2 separate regions of the Triticum aestivum genome follow, and region 2 is linked to region 1. Evidence: chromatin contacts called from public Hi-C data. All regions are on one chromosome and are shown on one strand. Each heading gives the region's core, a stretch centred on a gene start, on an enhancer-like site or on the middle of the called end of the contact. The rest is flanking DNA. Distances are from core to core; before and after follow the strand shown. Region 1 holds the start of LOC123074651 (ABC transporter G family member STR2). Region 2 holds the start of LOC123078874.

Evidence for each region. A called contact is a pair of places that touch in the nucleus more often than the background predicts.
Region 2: a Hi-C map of leaf shows a contact between it and region 1, with 8 times the contacts expected there. The contact joins the promoter of LOC123078874 here to the promoter of LOC123074651 in region 1. A contact is called at or near these places in 3 of 5 Hi-C or Micro-C datasets (all in leaf).

The regions. Positions count from the first base shown.
Region 1 is chr3D:357,349,619-357,353,416 of IWGSC CS RefSeq v2.1, reverse strand. It overlaps LOC123074651 (ABC transporter G family member STR2), which reads right to left and starts at 1,366. Exons shown (of 4, transcript XM_044497436.1): 1 at 810-1,366; 2 at 90-727. The coding sequence starts at 1,334.
Region 2 is chr3D:357,946,878-357,950,570 of IWGSC CS RefSeq v2.1, reverse strand. It overlaps LOC123078874, which reads left to right and starts at 2,204. Exons shown (of 5, transcript XM_044501514.1): 1 at 2,204-2,464; 2 at 2,829-2,895; 3 at 2,977-3,357. The coding sequence starts at 2,342.

The DNA of each region.
Region 1 (3,798 bases), core at 117-2,616:
GATTCCCGGAGACAAGCTATGCGGTTCATGCGACCGATTCCCGGAGACAAGCTATGTTCATAGCACGATGAGGAACGTTTTTGGGGTACCTTGGAGGGTTCTGTGACTTGCCGCTTTGATCTTTCCTGGGGCGCCGGGACGGCGTGAACTGCGCGCCGCTCCATGGAGACTTGGAGTGCTGGCTCCTGAGGCTGTGGTCGAAGTCCTCGCCCCCGGGCCCAACCGGTGTCGGAGGGATGCTAGACACGGTGGAGATCCCCTCGGCGGCGAGCTTGCGCGGCTTCAGACCGGTGAGGCAGAACTCGGCGAGGGCGTTGACGCCGAACTCGGACTGGTCGTACTCCTGGATGACGTCGAGGAGGTGCTCGATGGAGTTCTCCCCTTTGGGCACCTTGCGGCCCATGCGGCCGAGGTGCGCGGTCACCTCCTTGGGCCCGCCGCTGTACATGAGCTGCCCGCGTGCCAGGATGATGAGGTGGTCGAGTAGCTGCAGGATCCGCGACGACGGCTGGTGGATGGTCAGCACCACGGTGCTCCCTGCGCACGCGATGTCGTGCACCTTCTCGATCACGCTGTGCGCGCTCGTCGAGTCGAGCCCCGACGTCGGCTCGTCGAGGAACAGCAGCGCCGGCCCGTGGATGATGTCCACGCCGATCGAGACGCGCCGGCGCTCTCCGCCGGACACGCCCCTCGTGCCCTCGTCCCCGATGTACGTGTTCCTTGATGTCTGCACAGATGTTTTGTTAACACGTTATACACACCGTGCGCACGTACGAATGATCTAGCGTCTTTGATTAATGGGATATTACCGTGAGCCCGAGCTGCTCGATGAGGTTGTCGACGCGGAGCTTCTTGTCGGAGGGGGAAACGGCGGAGCCGAGGCGGAAGTCGGCGGCGAACAAGAGCGTCTCGTAGACGGTGAGCATGGGGAAGAGTCGGTCGTCCTGCATGACGTAGGCGGACGAGCGCTTGATGACACTGGGGCTCATCTCGACGCCGTCGAGCGCCACGCGGCCGTCGAGGCTGGAGATGCGCCCGGCGAGCGCGTCCAGGAATGTCGACTTGCCAGCGCCGCTGGGGCCCATCACGGCGGTGACGCAGCCTTTGGGCGCGTACCCGGTGATCTCGTGCAGAAGGTCCACGTCCTTCTTCTCCCACTCCCCGCCGACGCCCCGCTGCTTCTTGACCACCGTGTACGTCAGGCTGGTGAACTCCAGCCCGCCGGTGAAGCTGAACCGGCTGCCGCCTTTCGCCGTCGGCATCTCCGGCTGGTCCATGTCTATCACGGCTTCCAGGTCCCGGTGGCCGCCGTACCGGTGGTTCGGCTGCGCCATGGTGCTCACAGACACTAGCGACTGTCTATTGCTGCCAGTCCAGTATGATGTTTTTTGTAACCATGCAATGCGTGTGTATACTAAAGCATTGGCCTTCTTATTGGCATGCCACTGCAAGCTTGGAGAGTTTGTCCCGATGGTATGAGCCAATGTCGGGCGTGAGAAATGAGGATGGACAATGAGATTCATCGGAGTGAACGTTGGTAGGGTCAGCTTTTGGTTTCGACCGCCGAGAGGTGATTGGCAGTTTGTCCTCGACAGTATCATGGCCTCATACACATTGAGGTGTCGTAGCAGCTATTTTTGCTTGGAGGTTGCTTCTGGAATGCTGAACTTTTGGAGTTAAGCCCGCCAGAGAAAGGATGCCATGTGTCTATAATAGAGTATTAGGAAGCTACCATACTGGAAGTTGGGAATTACCGTGAAAATAGTTCTAAAAAAGAGGAATTACCTGTGAACCAACCTGTGATTGGATGGTTAGAGGGACAGTGGTATCCCCAGCTCACCAGAGTTCAAGTCCTGGTGCTCGCATTATTCCTGAATTTATTTCAGGATTTCCGGCGATCCACTCCGTCCGAGTATGTTCCGGCCTCCCAGTGAATGGGCATCCAAGATGGCTTCACGGAAGACGTCGCCACTGGCCGAGCCTATGCAATTTGACATGGGGGCTATCAATTCCCCTTTGTTTGAATTCGGGCAAACATCGCACACGAAAAAGAAGAAGGTAGTCAAGCCAAGAGGTCCAACATTCACAACCTTTGAAGATGTGTTGTTGATTGAATCTTGGTTGGCCAGTGGCGAGTCCAGTAGGTGGGCTTCATAGGGCTCTAGCCTATCCTCCAAAAAATGAATTTTTTCAATACTACTCTTCACAACTCAGCCCATCAGCCCAAGTGCCCAGCAACAGGCAACAGCAGAGCAGCCCACACGGCCACACTAGAGCAACGAAGCACACATCCAGGGCTCCAGGCTCCACGCAAGCTGCACACTCCACACGCGCATCCAGGGCTCCGGACCTAGCGTTCATCGGTGTTGGGGCGGCCGGCAACGGACCAGGCAACCGGCGGGGGCGGCGGACTGCCGGAGCCCGGAGCACTACACCAGCAGCTAGGCGCATGCGCCTCTTCGACGAGCCAAGGTGCCAACTGGCCGCGGCCACCCAAGCTGGCCGTCGGCGGGCCTCCTGCTAGTTGCCAGCCAAGCCTCGGATTCGTAGGTGTACTGCTCCTGAAGGAGTTGAGGCGTTGAGCCAGGGGGCGTTCAGCTGTTGAGGCGTGCCCACTGTTGGCCGGCTGGGTAATTTGAATCAAAAATTTATGTACATTTGTAGTTGCTACTTACTAGTTCATGTTATGTTAATTAATTTAGTGTCCTATTCCTATGCAAATTATTTGCAGATTTGTAGAAATGAAGAGAAAAATATGAGCATAAACAGTTTTTTTGCAAGTAGTTCAAGCACTCCTTGTGTCGAACCCGATCCTATCCCAGCCAGTCCACTGATCCCAGCGAATGTGAACCCAGATCCTCTTCCCATGACTGTAGGACCATAGTTCCTACTTCAACTAATGAGAGAACTGATCCCTCAACCCCAAGCAATGAGAGAAATGACACCACTTTTGATGAGAGTACAAACCAACAAAGAATGCCTATACTAGAATTTCATCCAAGTCAAATTATTGCTGATCCAGGACTTAGAATACATATAGAAGATTATGCCCCTCAAATCAGAAGTGGTATGAGAAGAGCTTATTTGTTGAACAAGCGAAATAAAGCTATTGGGCATAAATTCAAGAAGACAAAGGATGGTAAAATTTGGAGATCCTTTCAACGTGCATGGTTTGACAAGTTTGATTGGTTGGAATATAGTGTGGATAAGGAGGCTGCATTTTGCTTTCATTGCTTCCTTTTCAAGAAACCATCCCAAGGCATTAGATTTGGCAATGATGTTTTCACAAAAGATGGCTACACTCATTGGAAAATAGGTCTAACTAGTTTTGAAAAGCATGTTGGTGGTCAATCTAGTTACCACGACATTGCTAGGGGAGATTGTGATGATTTCGACAATCAACGAGCAAGTGTGCCTACCAAATTCCGTGTGTACAACAAAGAGGCTGAGATATCTTATAAAATCCGCCTAACTGCATCATCGGATTGTGCAAGGTATCTCATAACACAAGGTGAAGCTTTCTGTGGGCATGATGAATCCTCCGACGATTGGGAGGAAGGACAAGAAATTTTAGAGAGTTGCTGGACTGGTATAAGGACAAGAAGGAAGATGTGAAGGATGCATTTGATAAGGGGGCTAGAAATGCACAAATGATTTGTTCTGACATCCAAAAGGACCTTGCTACAGCTTGCACAATGGAGGTAACCAAAGTTATTAAGAATGACATTGGAGATAAGAATTTCTCAATGCTTATTGATGAGGGCTAGATATTGCTCAATAAAGGAGCAAATGGCGGTG
Region 2 (3,693 bases), core at 955-3,454, 600 kb before region 1:
CCCGCAACTAACTCATTAGTCACATTGCTTGTAAGGCTTATAGTGATGTGCATTACCGAGAGGGCCCAGAGATACCTCTCCGAAACACGGCGTGACAAATCCTAATCTCGATCTATGCCAAACCAACAAACACCATTGGAGACACCTGTAGAGCATCTTCATAATCACCCAGTTACGTTGTGACGTTTGATAGCACACTAAGTGTTCCTCCGGTATTCGGGAGTTGCATAATCTCATAGTCATAGGAACATGTATAAGTCATGAAGAAAGCAATAGCAATAAACTAAACGATCATAGTGCTAAGCTAACGGATGGGTCAAGTCAATTACATCATTCTCTAATGATGTGATCCCGTTCATCAAATGACAACACATGTCTATGGCTAGGAAACTTAACCATCTTTGATTAACGAGCTAGTCAAAGTAGAGGCATATTAGTGACACTCTGTTTGTCTATGTACTCACACATGTACCAAGTTTCCGGTTAATACAATTCTAGCATGAATAATAAACATTTATCATGATATAAGGAAATAAATAATAACTTTATTATTGCCTCTAGGGCATATTTCCTTCACCTAGTGCTTCCATTCAATAGATCTTGATCGCAACTTTGGTGAATCGTCTCACACACTCGAGGATGAGATCTTCCTCAATGCGAACATAGTCATCGATGGCATTGGACGAACATCCATAAGCAAGGACTTGCACGACTATTGTGATCTTCTATGATGGACTTGCACTTGATTCTCCTACGACATGCATAGACTAGGAGGACTCAGTGAATCAATGACAATGATATGTATAGTAATACATATCACCAAACAAATGCTCACTAAACGACACTATTTGGTCAGACAAATAGCGAAGGAAGCGAATGAGGTCCCGACTAGTTTTAGGAAGCTTCTCGAACCTTCCACCTGGTTTTGGCAAGGTTTCAGAAGGTCCTTTTTTCTTTTCCTTTTTTCCACTGTTTTTTTTTCATTTTTTCTATTATTTTCTCCCTTTCTATTTTTTGTTTCAAATCCACAAACATTTATAAAATTCATGATTTTTCTTTGAAAGCCGTGAATATTTTTTGAATTCACAATTTTTTTCAATTTCGTGAACATATTTTGAAATTAGCGAAAATTTATGATTTTTTTAGAAAAATTGTGATTTTTTTTTCAAAATCACAAGCATTTTATAATTTAAGGTATTTTTAGATTCATGAACATTTTTTCAATTGGCTAATTTTTTAAAATTCATTGAAATAATATACTCAGCCAAAATTTGAAGAACAAAGTGAAAAAACAAAATATTTCTAACTAATGAATTTAAAATGCAAGTTTTATTAAAATAACGACTAGTATCTTTTTTCTGCAAAAATACTTTATTAACCATTGGTAATCTTTTGTACATAGCCCGAAGGCTGCAAAAGCCAAACATGACAACTTGAAACAAGTTGCAATGAATTGCTAGCAAAATTATGGGCATCTACATTGCATCATCTACCGTCATGCTTAAAAACTATACTACCTTCGCCCGGAATTAGTTGTCGCTGAAATGGATGTATCTAAACGTATTTCAGCGTTAAATACATCTGTTTGAGCGACAAATAATTTCAGACGGAGAGAATACCGTCCATAGCATTCTTCATCTCTATAAGTTCTCTAATGATCATCACAATTACCCCAAACGTCCCGTTCTGGATGCTACAAATAACACCAGAATAGTCAGAAGCAATAGACTGCGAGCTTAATCCTTGATCGTGAGCAAGGCATAAAGCTTTCCTATATGCAATTGCTTCAACAGATGAGCGATCCATCACTCTGTCCATAAGACCATAACCAGAACGAAGGCCCCTCAAGAAAGCTCCATTTTTTAGTGAAAAATTGCCGCCGCCAAGCTCTTCCTTTGCTCCACTGAAATCGCCCCATCAACACTCCCTTTTACATCGTGCTTTTAGGCCAAATACGCTCTATTTTATTGATCGTCAATAACAACGCACATGGAAATACAATGGGCTGGCCCATCCCACGCGGACGTGCGCGGAGCGCCGCCGTCTGCGATCGGCTCGAGTTTCCCGGCCGTGTTTTCCCCGTGAAATTGCAGCCCAGCTGTACATACTAGGCCCGTCCGCATATGCATGTTCTTTAAAAAACAAACTTCTCTATAAAAAAAACTGAATTCTTCTAAAAAAAGAAAAAAATCTGACATCTGGGCCCCGACGTCACAGTTCTCGTGCGGCAGTCTGACGACCACCACACCAAACAAACCTCACCGGGCCAAGCGGCCGGGGCGCCCGTCCGTCCGTCCCACCGTCCTCTTCCCCTTGCTGCTGCCAGATAGCGCAACGGACCATGGCCGCCGTGGCAGGCCCCACCGTCCTCCGGCTCCGCCCCAGGGCCGCCTCCCCGTCTGCTTCGGCCTTCTCCGCCTCTCCTCGCTGCCGCCTCAGCTCCGTAGCCTGCTCCTATCCCAAGGCAATCCCCTCCTCCTCGTGCCCAAACGCCTAGAGCATTTTTCCTCTATCTGTATGACCTCCTATTTCGTGCTTGGTTAGCGATTAGGTGAGTTTTAATTAGTTACTGGTGGAAGTTTTAGTCCCCCGTATGGATAATTCGAAAAGGATGATTTTATTCCCTCTATTGGGTGCGATGTCAACGTGCCAATGAGTTTCAGTCATTTTTTGGTAGACTTTTTACTGAAATACGAGTACCTCTTAAATTTTGACAGTTACATACTTACATGTACCTACTCTATGCTCCATATACTTCTGCGATTCTGGATGCTATGAACATGAAAATTGCGGTGAATTGTCTGGTTTGACACAGGGTTATCTCTCAGCTTGCAGGATCATTTGCAGTTCAAAGGGTAAATGGATGTAGGATGCAGTACTTGGGCACTCTAAAAGGTAATTTTTCCCCTTACTTTATGAAAAGCTCTTTATTGAATACACATAGCCGTTTACGTTGATTTTACCACATGTTAACAGAACAAGTTCTAAGGAGCTCCGGCAACCATGATGGACATATTAAGCGAATTGTTTCCTGCACTGCTAGCGACAAACAGGAGCCAATTGCTTCACTTACCTCGGACACGCCAGTCTTAGAAGATACCAAGAGTAATACTGCAGATTCCTCTGCATCTTTGGGCTCCGATTTTACTGAGAGGAGTGCTGGAAAACCGGGATTCATCTCATTTCATGGCGGCAGCTCTCAAACGTTAAGTGTGGAGAGTGTGCCACATCCTGGCAAGGAAGCATCTAGATTAGTATGGTTTGTTGGTCCAACTATTCTTGTGGCATTCTTGGTTCTTCCATCGCTTTACCTGCGGAGAGTACTCTCAGCCGTGTTTGAGGATTCCCTGTTGACAGGTATCCTTTCTGTGATAATTCAGAAATTTGTTCTTTTCATCCTCAACAACTCTGATAGTGTCTTTTATCTCATTCCTTTACCTCCCAGTCCCACCTTTTATTAGCTGAGGGAAATCAGTTATGTTGGTTACCATTTAAGACAATCATATATCTGTGCCTGTTAGTAGCATTTATTCCATTAAAAGGCATGTAAGTAATTGGTGATTGAAAATAGGTAATTTCATTGCTTTACATCTGATCATCCCCCATACACATTGTAACAATTTTCTTTCCCTTAAATGAACACCGATGCACGTAATTCGTTCTTGGAATATATTTACACATCTACTCCAAAGA